2 separate regions of the Mus musculus genome follow, and region 2 is linked to region 1. Evidence: chromatin contacts called from public HiChIP or PLAC-seq data. All regions are on one chromosome and are shown on one strand. Each heading gives the region's core, a stretch centred on a gene start, on an enhancer-like site or on the middle of the called end of the contact. The rest is flanking DNA. Distances are from core to core; before and after follow the strand shown. Region 1 holds the start of Lysmd2 (LysM, putative peptidoglycan-binding, domain containing 2). Region 2 overlaps Hcrtr2 (hypocretin (orexin) receptor 2).

The links. HiChIP or PLAC-seq counts read pairs in DNA pulled down with a chosen protein or histone mark.
Region 2: an H3K4me3 HiChIP or PLAC-seq map of craniofacial prominence shows a contact between it and region 1, with 4 times the contacts expected there. The contact joins the enhancer-like site here to the promoter of Lysmd2 in region 1. A contact is called at or near these places in 11 of 39 promoter capture datasets (the 3T3-L1 cell line, the C10 cell line, cranial neural crest and 6 more), 1 of 15 datasets of contacts at CTCF or cohesin (large pre-B cells), 1 of 484 Hi-C or Micro-C datasets (cerebral cortex) and 7 of 115 datasets of contacts at active chromatin or transcription factors (craniofacial prominence, embryonic limb bud, embryonic stem cells and 3 more).

Annotation. Positions count from the first base shown.
Region 1 is chr9:75,624,417-75,627,116 of GRCm38.p6, reverse strand. It overlaps Lysmd2 (LysM, putative peptidoglycan-binding, domain containing 2), which reads right to left and starts at 1,385. Exons shown (of 3, transcript NM_027309.2): 1 at 1,080-1,385. The coding sequence starts at 1,352.
Region 2 is chr9:76,234,947-76,237,646 of GRCm38.p6, reverse strand. It overlaps Hcrtr2 (hypocretin (orexin) receptor 2), which reads left to right. Exons shown (of 8, transcript NM_198962.4): 5 at 1,258-1,478. Among named protein-coding and RNA genes, the nearest start is that of Gfral, 23 kb to the right of the region's middle. Within about 2 kb of position 1,391, at least 63 of the 459 cell types and tissues checked have an H3K27ac peak or open chromatin away from gene starts, as enhancers often do. A contact at or near this core is called in craniofacial prominence and second pharyngeal arch cranial neural crest, where this site is marked.

The DNA of each region.
Region 1 (2,700 bases), core at 136-2,635:
ACACCCTCTTCTGGTCTTTCTGGGCACCAGGCACACAGAAGGTGCACATACATTAATTCAGGCAAAACACTCATACACTTAGATTTTTTTTTTCAGTTCTGTTTTTCCTAGGCTCTGACCCAAACCAGCCCTCAGTGAATGCTTGAAGGCAGGCTGTAAGAACATTTAGAACTGTGGAGAAGGGTCTCAAAATGGTTTGATCAAGCTCTCAAAACGCTTAAATGATAGATAGAAAGACTTGCTGGTAAACAAACACCTGGTTAAATATGCAAAATAGGTTACTCTGAAGATACAGGCGAGATCATTTTAATTCTGACTGCTGCCCCGACGCTTTCAGGAAAGATCATTGAAAACGGATACTGAGTTCCAATGTAAAAAGGCCATCACACAGCTCACAGTTAATTATAAGTAATTTTAATGAAACAATTTGTTCCCTCGGGTTTCCGTGATCTTCCCCAAGGTGTAATGAAATATACCCAAGACGCACACCCTTATAAATTCGTAAAACACGGCCCTCCAGCTCACCTAGACCACAGTTCCAGGCTGCTGTTTAGACAGGTGTCACGTTCAGGGTCGCCAGTGAGCACAGGGGTGTAATTTCACTTCTAAATAAAGAAGCAGAATCGATAGAACCAGAACCATCCACGGGAAGAACTGTACATCCTGACTCATCACAGCTTGTTTACACAGCGCAGAATTCGTATCGGTGTGGCTTTGAGTAAATAGGTAGTGAGCTCCGGGGAGGAAAACGGGGAAAGGTGGCTGTGGGTAGTGCCCAAAACGCGGGCCTCCTTGTTTCTCGCGCGACAGATACGAGCTGAGACTGGCAGGGCACTGGGAAGGCCATGCACTAGCTGGTCGGGGGAGCTCTGGCGGCCGCCCCTCTCCGCAGCAGCAGCAGCAGCAGCAGCAGCAGCAGCAGCAGCAGCAGCTTAGGCGCCCACTGCAGTTGCAGCAGTGCGCGCTGGGATGCGGCGCGGGGACGCGGGGACGCACGGCCTGTTCCCCACCCTCCGCTCCCACCCCCGACCCCGCCCGAGGGCCGCAGGTCCGGGGCCGCGGCGGCGCGCCCTGCTCACCGTGACTCCGTACTTGAGCGCGATGCCCTGAAGCGTGTCCCCGGCGCGGACCCGGTGCTCCACATGGCGCTCGATGACGCCGGCGCCCAGAGGCGCCCGCACGCTGGCCGTGCTGCCGTACGAGCGGGTCTTGGTGCGGGCCAGGCTCAGCGACAGCTCGGCCTCCTCGGGCTCCGAGGTGGAGCGAGAGCGCGGCGGAGGGGAGGGCGCCGAGGGCCGGTGCGCACGGGGGCCGCCTTCCCGCAGGGCCGGCGCAGGCGAGAGATCCGCCATGGGTCCTGCCAAGGCCGCCCGGGCGCCGAGCTCGCCAAGGGGGCGGCGCCTCCTCCTCCGCCTCTTCCTCCTCACTGGGGCTGCGGCTGGCCGTGCCGCGGGGGCGGCAGGCGCGAGGCCGAGGCGGGGAGCTGCGGGACCTGCATGGCGCGCGCCGCCCTCCGCGGCCGGCTTCTCCACGGCCCCAGAGGTCCGTGTGCTGGTGGGGTTAAGGGAGCTGAGCCCGGACTGCAGTGTGCGGGTCCTGTCGGAGAAGGCCCTGCGGAAGCGGGAGCTCGCCGAGGCCCGTGAGCCGACAGAGGCCCACGGAGGAGTCCTGGGACCCATGTGGACCCCAAAACCGTGCAGACAAGAAAGAGTCCGCCCAAAGCCTGCCCTGGCCACAGTACACCCCCACCAAGCTTTGCTTGCCTTTCCGGATTCCTCATTGGGCAGCCTGCTTGCTCAGTGGTACCCCCTTAATGACATCAAAATCTCGGTGGCAGGAAACCTTAAGATCACTGAACATAGATACAGGTCCCTGTCCACCTGGGTGGTACAGGTCTTCTGACATCCTCCCAACACACACGCACAACTCACGCGCACACCCTTGACAAGGTACTGACCTCAGTCACACACTAAGCCAGTGCTCTTATCACCGACCTATGTATACTAAGTCTTTCTGTTTGGTACTCAGGCCTGCTGGGTAGTCTGCTGGGAGCTGACTACCCTCCAATTGTTGGTAGTCCATTCCTCTTTGAAGACCAGTGCCAGTTTCAGGCCTAGGCTTGTGCAGAGTTAACTGGAGTCTTCTGCCCTAACTCTTGAGAGATGCCACCCCCACCCGTTCATCCATCCTTCCCTCATCCCCACCCCAATCCCCTTACACACACACACACACACACACACACACACACACACACACACACACCCGACTCTAGGTAGAAGAGAAGAGTTCTCTTGTTTCATTGGTTTTCTGAAGTTTGGTATGTTGCTGTGCCCACAAAGACAAAAGAAACCGTTTAGGACACACTGGAGGAAGAAGAGCGGCAGCAGTAGTCCCCAGTATCACCCACCCCTTAAAGATTCTTCAGTTTTTCCCTGAATATAAACCCACATTGGCACCCAAGTCAGTTGTTTTTACTTTTCACATATATACCGCATCCTGACCAGAAAACTTAACCTCCTTCCTTACTCCCATCTTCATGTTTCGCCTGTGTTGTTCCCTCCATCAGCAACAGTATTCTCCCAAAACCCTGTCTACTGCTCATTTGTCCACTTTTAGGTTTTTTTTTTTTTTTTATCTATGTGTGTGTGTTCTGTATGCGTTTTGGGTGATCGCGGAGGCCAGAAAAGGCTGACAGATCCG
Region 2 (2,700 bases), core at 142-2,641, 610 kb before region 1:
AAAATTTTAAAATAGAATCATCAAAATGGGAGCATTTGTGACTCTTTATCTCCTCAGCCAGTGGTTTCTCGAGGTGGCCCTGCCCATTTCTGAGAAGTTTCTGTCTCACGGCCGGTTTTCATCTGCGTGATTGATCTCCTGAACTGAGAGAAGATGGTCAAGTGGGGTCTCATGTAATGAGACTCATCTGTTTGGACATCAAAGCAAAGCTCCATTTTCAAATGAAAGATTCTCTAATAGACTTTGATCTCATAGTGTAAACAGCCACGGGTTCAAGGTAGCCTTCATTCTGAGAGGCCACGGGAACGCGCTGCTCTGTACTGTGTGCGGTGCAGAGATAAAAGTAGCCGCTGAGTAACTGTAACACAATCAAGCTGTCCCCGCGGTGGACTTACTGGCACATCTTTAAAAAAAAATGAATAAGCTGCATTTTAATATTTTGCTAAGATCTATCAATTCATGAGATTGTAATTAAGAAAATATTATACTTGGCAGAACTTTCTGCTATTATCAACCAACAGAAAAATCAAAGGAAACGCACGTTGTGTAATGTAATTGCTACAAATAGTGGCTATTTAAGACATTAGTGTAAGACCTGGAAGGATTCTCGGTGTGTTCGTGCACTTTCAAGAAGGGAAAATTGCAAAATTAGTTTCAGGCAATTTTGTAAGTGCGAACATTAAATCACGAAGAATAGTTTTTGTTCCTTCTACACATGGAATTGCTTTGTCTCAACAGGAGACAGAAAACCTCATAAAACTCAGTAGCTGGTTAGGTGCCGTGTCTCTACTCGACAGCAGGTGGCAGTATCGATGCATCAAAATGTCATTTAAGTTTTTTGTTTTTCGGTGTGTGTGGGGAGGGCAGGCAGTCCTGTTATCTGATGAGTGTTTAAATTTAGGAGACTTCTGAATTTAGAACTTATAATGAAATCTTATAATCTGAATTTTCTTAGCGTTCTTTTCTCTATATGTCCCTTCTCTGTTTAATAAGGGAATGTATTCTTGTTGTTCTCTTCAGACCTTGACAAGATTATCGTGTTTTAACACAAGAACAATATAAGCTTACTTTTAACTTTTTCCCCAGGCATATAACTATTTGGTGTTTGACGAAATGTGTGATAAGAACATACTCCGCCTAGCCAGTGCTTGGAGAGACGAAAATTTCAAACTCCAAACTTCTGCTTCTCACTCTTGTGGTTACATCTTCTTTGTAGAACTTTGATAAGTACCAATGAGGGATTCCATCTCCTTTCAGATTCCCGGAACTTCTTCTGTGGTTCAGAGAAAATGGAAGCAGCAGCAGCCGGTTTCTCAGCCCCGGGGGTCCGGACAGCAGAGCAAGGCTCGGATTAGCGCTGTTGCTGCTGAGATAAAGCAGATCCGAGCACGAAGGAAAACAGCCCGGATGCTCATGGTTGTACTTCTGGTCTTTGCAATTTGCTATCTACCAATCAGCATCCTCAATGTGCTAAAGAGGTAAAACCCGTGCGTTTATTTAAAAGTGAAGCAGCTTGGCATTTTAATTAAGAACTCTTTTCTTTCTAAACAGACAGACCCTCCTCTCCCTAGGGACTTTGTCTGGCCAATCAACTCGGTTGCTTGAGCTGATGGAGTTCTTTGCGCACTTAGGGCAAGACCAGCCTTCTAGCACAGACAGGAAATACACTCTTTCAGTGGATGAAGATTCTCAGTTGAGTGGCAGATAAAATGGTCGTTTTCCTAATCCCCTGTTGTTGACTGCTAAGGCTTAGATGAGAAAATATTTTAATAAAAATTGTTTCAATAACTAATTTCGTAAGTAAATAAAAGTCCATTGAACTTCTAAATTACTTCGGAAGTGAGTAAATGAGTTTTATAAAAAATTTGTTCTCAAATATTTCAACAATCCTATATTTCCAGTGAGCACAGGTACATCGACAAAACTCCGAAGCCGAAATGATTTTGACCAGTGACACGAACAGCGGATGCTGAGTCGCAGGTCCAGTGCAGGACATGAGTAGCCAGCTTTCTCAGGAAACATCAAAGCTGTTATACATACACCCACTGCGCCCAAGGCAGCCTTAATTCTGTTTATAAGAGGCTTCAAATTTAACCTGAAATTGCTCATGTCTCTTTTCCCAAAGTCAGAGTCAATATCATATTCCTCACAGCTGGAGAGACAGATAAGTTTGGCCAGAGTCAGACAAAAAGTGGTATAAACCAGCTGCGAAGACCTCTCCTCTTTGGCCTTTGTTTTTCCATTCTTTAAAGGTTTCCTCAATGACAAAGTAGAAAATGAACATTTGTTCAGAAAGAATATAGCCTTGTATGTTTTAAGGGTTTCGAAAACTCAATTCACAAAACAATCTACCCTCTGCTCCTGCCAAGGTTCCCTCTCGATTTCTTCCTCGCAGAAATCATACACAAATGTATTAAATGCATTGCTAGTTAGCCCCCTCCCCCACCCCATCCCCGCTAGCTAGCCCGGCCACCCCATTCCCCCCCCCCCACACACACACACACACACTATTAAGAACACCATAAACCAGGCAGTCCTGCTAGCAGAAGGGAATCCAGTGGCAGGCAACTTCCATGGCGAGGGGCGGGGTCGGGGTCAGGGTCAGGGCAGTGCCCAAGGTTCCTCCTCAGAGAATATGAGGGGGTAGTGGGAGGGTAGGGGCTTGTAAAGGTGGGACTGGGGGGAGGATGCCATCCAGAT